Regions from separate parts of the Mus musculus genome. Here region 2 is linked to region 1. A link is a contact called in public Hi-C data. All regions are on one chromosome and are shown on one strand. Each heading gives the region's core, a stretch centred on a gene start, on an enhancer-like site or on the middle of the called end of the contact. The rest is flanking DNA. Distances are from core to core; before and after follow the strand shown.

Evidence for each region. A called contact is a pair of places that touch in the nucleus more often than the background predicts.
Region 2: a Hi-C map of the N1E-115 cell line shows a contact between it and region 1, with 3 times the contacts expected there. The contact joins the enhancer-like site here to the promoter of Rwdd3 in region 1. A contact is called at or near these places in 4 of 39 promoter capture datasets (embryonic stem cells, hippocampal neurons and liver), 2 of 15 datasets of contacts at CTCF or cohesin (CD8 T cells and pro-B cells), 33 of 484 Hi-C or Micro-C datasets (the AtT-20 cell line, the C2C12 cell line, DN3 thymocytes and 15 more), 7 of 115 datasets of contacts at active chromatin or transcription factors (astrocytes, embryonic stem cells, fetal liver and 3 more) and 3 of 9 other capture datasets (adipose tissue, liver and pancreatic islet).

What each region holds. Positions count from the first base shown.
Region 1 is chr3:121,170,247-121,173,109 of GRCm38.p6, forward strand. It overlaps Rwdd3 (RWD domain containing 3), which reads right to left and starts at 1,449. Exons shown (of 5, transcript NM_028456.3): 1 at 1,346-1,449. The coding sequence starts at 1,430.
Region 2 is chr3:121,237,941-121,240,803 of GRCm38.p6, forward strand. The region is part of intron 1 of Tlcd4 (TLC domain containing 4); the gene reads right to left. Among named protein-coding and RNA genes, the nearest start is that of Tlcd4, 24 kb to the right of the region's middle. Within about 2 kb of position 1,356, at least 59 of the 459 cell types and tissues checked have an H3K27ac peak or open chromatin away from gene starts, as enhancers often do. A contact at or near this core is called in the G1E-ER4 cell line, the N1E-115 cell line, astrocytes and 2 more, where this site is marked.

The DNA of each region.
Region 1 (2,863 bases), core at 199-2,698:
TGATCCCTTTAAATAGCTGCCTCCGGCAGAAGCAATTACCAATAGAGAGAATTGTGGAGACAGGAGATGCTAACCGATCAGGATGCTACCCAATCACAAGAGGGTGGCAAATCCCTACAATAAATCCTTTCATAGGGGTCTTAAGGAAGTTTCAAAAATATACAAGACAGGTCTAGGCACTTAAGAAGAGAGCAACTCCATTTTTCTAGAAAGTTCACATGGCCTGAAACGTCAAATCACCACAAAGATCTGTAGATGTGTGCATGCAAGAAGGCATAGGAGAAAGGGGTCACTGACTTATCTTATGGAAACCCAAAGCCCTCCTAATCATAGATATAGCTTCCTTAGGTCTAGCACATCTCACACTGTCTTCCTAGAGCTAAGCCAATTTATGGTCAGAAAAGCCATTACAATCGTAGTTACATTGTAACAGTAGAGGGATGGCTCTCACTGACCTCAAAATGTACATGACATATTTGACAGCTCAGCGAGGGTGAGAATAATTTGCATCAGCACATTTTCCCAAAAGGGGGAAATTGGGGGCACTCAGTGGTTAAGAGCACTGACTATTCCCTGGGTTCAGTTCTCAGCACCTTTAAGGCAAGGCTCTCAAACCCTCGGTAACTCCTAGCCCCTGAACGTCCTATTCAGGCCTCCCAGGCACACTCAGCATACAGGTCTATACAGGCATGCAAAACACTCATACATACGCCAAAAAAAAATTTAAAAGTGTGTGAGTGGAGCGTCTGGGTTCCTTAACGGAAGCCAAGACAAGAATGAAATTTTAGCTTTTTAAAACAATTAATAATAACAACAATAGTAATAGCTTTACAGACTATAAACTCTCAGAGGGTCGGTGCCCTGCCTGGGTTAGAAGAGAAGGTCTCCATGCTGCGTCCAGCAGAAGTCTGGAATCGGCTGCCATTTTTCAGCAGCCTGGAAAACGTAAAAATAAAAATATTTTTAAGTAAAACAACAAAAAAAATTAATAATAAAGTCAAAGGCAATTAACTCTGGAGAGTTCAAACCTTAACAAGCATTTCCTGACTGCCTTCCACGTGGCTGACAACCAACTACAGCGTCCTGTTGTCAGGGACGTGATACACAAATGCTTATGGTGGATGCCGACTATTTGGAGGAGCTGGGTTTCACGAGGAGGGCACTGCGCACCGTCTAGTTGCGGGAGAGCACGGGGTAGGGGGGCGGAGAGGGCGAGCTCAGGGGAGGGCACTGCAAGCGCAGGCCAACCCCACCCCCCAGTCCCCTCCTACTCCTGTCCAGGGCCACAAGACACCGGGTCCCCGACTCCCCGCAGTGGCCGCAGGGTGAGAGGCAGGGTATTCACCTGAACAGCTCAACATCTCCCACTCGTTGGGCCCGCAGAAGATCGCGGCCAGCGCCGAGAGCTCCTGCCGCACCTCCTCCACCATATCCGTGCGACCAGAACCCAAAGCCACTTCCGCCGCCTCCCGGAGCAAAGCTCCCCTACGGTCACTGGGGGGCGCCCCGGCCTCACAGCCAGGTCGGCTGCGGATGGCGCCGGGCGGGGGGCGGGGAGATGGGCGTGTTTATGGGCGTGGCATGTGTCCGCCCAGAACCTTCTGAGTTTTGGCCTCTGTGGTTTTCTGGATCAGAGAGAGACCTGTAAAGCCCCAAAGTCCCCTACAAGAACAACCAGGCTGTGAACCCACCGTGCTTCACCAGGCTAGGAGGAAATGGAGAGAGTAAAAAAAACCTAAACAAACAAGAAAAGCCAAACAAGGCGAACGAGCCCTTGTCAGGCTTTTGAACTTTGTGTCCTGAGATCCCACAGTGAGCAAAACACAAATTCCATGTCCTCATGAGGGTCAGTGACCCTCGTGGTCAGGATATTTCAGAAAAGAGAACGATAATGACCTCCAGGATACTGACCTGGTTGGTCACTAGCCTCGGGATTACACACAAGGTCTAGATTCCAGGGCCTCTTTCCAGTCCAAGATGAAGAAGAGGGAAGACTGAGATGAGACTCCTTAGAGATGGGGTCCAAAGCCAAAAACTAGCTTTACAGTGATTTGATTTGAGTTGATTTGATTTGGTTCGGTTTGGTTCGGTTCAGGTGATATTCGATGCATATAACATAATGTGTCTATTACCTCTCTGATCCCTGAAGCTTAATGGTGAAATCACCATCTTTGAATCTTGACCTAAATTTCAAAACACTCGCAGTAACAATAGGATAACAGAATGAGTGATGCATCTGTTTCAACCTCGACTTTAGTAAGCAAAATTAATTTGTGGTAAGTAGTTCTGTCTAGGTGCATTTGACTCCCCCCGCCCCCAAAATAAAAATTTTTAATTCTGCAGCTCCCAAGAGTCCTTTGGCTCACTCGGGGAGGTCTCATGCCACTGGTTTGTATCAGAAATAACATTCTGTGAGTTCATCAAAGAATTTAAGTAGGTCTTCAGTGACTCCTTTCACTGACTTCTACAAGTCAGAATAATTTTAACTGGGCCACGTTACTATCCCAATCATCATTTCTATTGCTAAAAGGGCAATTTGAAAAAAGGAAGAGAAATTGGCTTCCAAGAAGAGAAAGGAAATCTGATGAGATAGACAAGAAAAGCTTTTCCAGGGATGCCCTGAGATTTCAGTGACCCCAGGCAATTAGGAACCGTGCTGTGCAAATAATTAGAAAGATAAAGGTTTATTTAAACACATGATTATCTATAATGTAACCAATTTGTATTAGAAGAAAGAAAAAAAAAATAGTTCCTTTGAGTTATTTCCAAAATAGCAGTTCAAGCAAGTTCAGTGGGTTCATAATTAACTGTTAGAGAGATTTGGGGAAAAGATTACACTTTTTGATTTACAGCACCACTCTGT
Region 2 (2,863 bases), core at 106-2,605, 68 kb after region 1:
TCCAAAGGTCCTGAGTTCAAATCCCAGCAACCACATGGTGGCTCACAACCATCTTTAATGAGATCTGACTCCTTCTTCTGGAGTAGTCTGAAGACAGCAACAGTGTACTTACATATAATAATAAATAAATAAATCTTAAAAAAAAGAAAAAAGAAGAAAAAGTTAAAAAAAAAAAAAGAAAAGAAAAAATAAAGACAGTATCATATGGGCCCAAAAGGTGACTCAGTAAGTAAAAGGCACTTGTCACCAAACCTGACACCCGAGTTCCAACCCCAGGATCCACGGGTGGATCCAGGACATCAATTCCTGCAAATCGTCCTCTAACCTCCACATGTATGTCTTAACACATATACAAGGACACACATACACACATCACACACATAACACATACACACACCTACATATACATGCACACATCATGCAAACACACATACATTAAATAGATACAGATTTTTTTAAAAAAAATTTTTAAATATATATATTACTTCCCCCGAGTCCTAGTTTTCATGAATGAATTGTTATGGTGGACAAATATTTTATTTTTTTTTTTTAAAGATTTCTTGCCGGGTGTGGTGGCACACGCCTTTAATCCCAGCACTCGGGAGGCAGAGGCAGGTAGATTTCTGAGTTCAAGGCCAGCCTGATCTACAAAGTGAGTTCCAGGACAGCCAGGGCTATACAGAGAAACCCTGTCTCGGGGGGAAAAAAATGTGTATTAGTGTTTTGCCTGCACGTATGCATGTATGTAAACCCAGTGCACAGCTGGTGCAGGCAGAGGCCAGAAGAGGGAATCACATTCACTGGAACTAGAGTTACAGATGGTGCGAGTCTAATCTAAGCACATGGGTGCTTAGATTCGAACCCAGGTCCTCTGAAAGGATGGTAAGTGCTTTTAACTGCTGAGTCATCTCTCCAACCCCCAATACTTTATACTTTCAACAGATTTACTGTCTGTTTTCTTGGGGTATATATGATGAGAGGATTTCTCTGCCAAGGGAGGGGGCTCCATTTATAACTAAACAAAGAATACCATATATTCGAGCTGTGGCTTCTACTAAGGGCTCAACAGACAGAAGCTAATTAAATTGCTCTATCTCAGATCTGCTTCTGAATAAGCAGCTGCTTGCTTAATTGGTCATGTCAAATAAAGACCTCATCTGGAGATTACTTAAATGTCCTCCAGAAAGCTAAGGCCTCTTGGTAGCAGCAGTTGCCCATGCCCGTCCACTTCAGGTGCCAATCAGAAGATGGAAGGGTAACAATGGACAGAGAAAATGACGTCTAATATTAGCCTAGACAGAGGGCCTTTACGGACTTGGCAATCACTAAGCACTGGAAATCACAGTGAGAGTGGAGAAGCATTAAGCCTCATTCATGTTCCTCTACGTGTGGCCAGCAGCTGGCAGGAGGCGAGGAAGCTGGCCTAGTGGGAGTTGGCCTAGAAAAGAGCGGCTGAAACAGACGGGGAAAGTGTACGAGACTGTTGAGAAATGAAGTCTACCATACAATCAATCAGCTGTCTTGATCCACAAGAATTGTAGACACTAGAGGAACTTCCATTATCTGCTGAGTACAATTCTGCTTGCTTGTCCTTTCCCCGAGAGATGGTCTTAGGTCACAAACGAGCTTAGCCCTCTCTTTCCCCTCACTAGAGATCCCTTCTCCTGTAGGAGGACACCCATTCTCATCTCTGGATGCATGGTCCTGGAAATGGCAAAAAGCCGTTCACATCGTCACCTCAGAACTGTCAATACAGCCAACATTTGTCACTGTCAGCTGTATACCAGGCTTTGTGTGTGTGTGTGTGTGTGTGTGTGTGTGTGTGTGTGTGTGTGTATGTGTGTGTGTATGTGTGTGTGTGTGTGTGTGTGTGTGTGTGTGTGTGTGTGTGTGTGTGTGTGTGTAGAGCGCTAAATGGGAGAAGCCACCTTGTGAGCCAGCAGGAAGGCAAGGATTCAGGGTGTACCATGATGTTCCTTCCTCACTAGCAAAGAATACCCAGCAGACGTACTGGTGAGGAGCTATCTAGTGGTAGCCAATGACTTGAATCAGAGGGTAATGAGGGAAGAAAACATTCTCTTTGGGTGCAGAGGTCGGAGTCATTCCTCAGGAGCCGTCTTCTCTGTTTTCTTCTTGAGACATAATGTCTCATTGGTCTGGACCTAGCTCAAAATAAGCTACACTAGAGAGTCAGTGAGCCTCCATCCATCTGCCTGACTCTTACCTTCCTAGAACTGACATTCTTTTCTTTAAACATGGTTCTGAGAATCAAACTTAGGTCCTTATGTTTGTCTGGTTAGCACTTTATTGAAATACCAACTAGATGCTTTGAGGCAGAAGAAGCTCAAACAACTCAGTTCCCCTGAGAGTGTTTAGAACCAACTCCTCACCCACTAGCACAGCCCAGACCCTCATTTCCCCCCACTCATTATTCCCTTGTAAGTACAGGGATTTCTGGGGGAATGTATTTGAATCACTCAGACATGCAAGTAAGAAACACTGCCTCGATGTGTAGTGTAGGGGCCCGGGATAGGGCTGTGTGTGTGTCTTTAAGAGCAACAGGGCAGAAAGAAGCTGAGAACAATGCCCCACTCATGCTTAGCATTCCTTCTCCATCCTAGCAAGCTCCCTTCCCCATTTTCCACATTTATTTCAATACACAGGGCAGCCAATCTCCAGTTGTCCCCCTCTTCTGATAGAAACGATTCTCATTTCACCTAGAGGGCTACCAGGCAAACTCTTAGCTTGGCAATGTTTGCTGCCTCGTTGTATGGAGCCTCCTCTCTGCATACTAGACTCTGCCTGGCTCTGCATCCTCACGCCTAACACAGCTCTGGTTATGTGCAGCTCTGGTACTCACCCC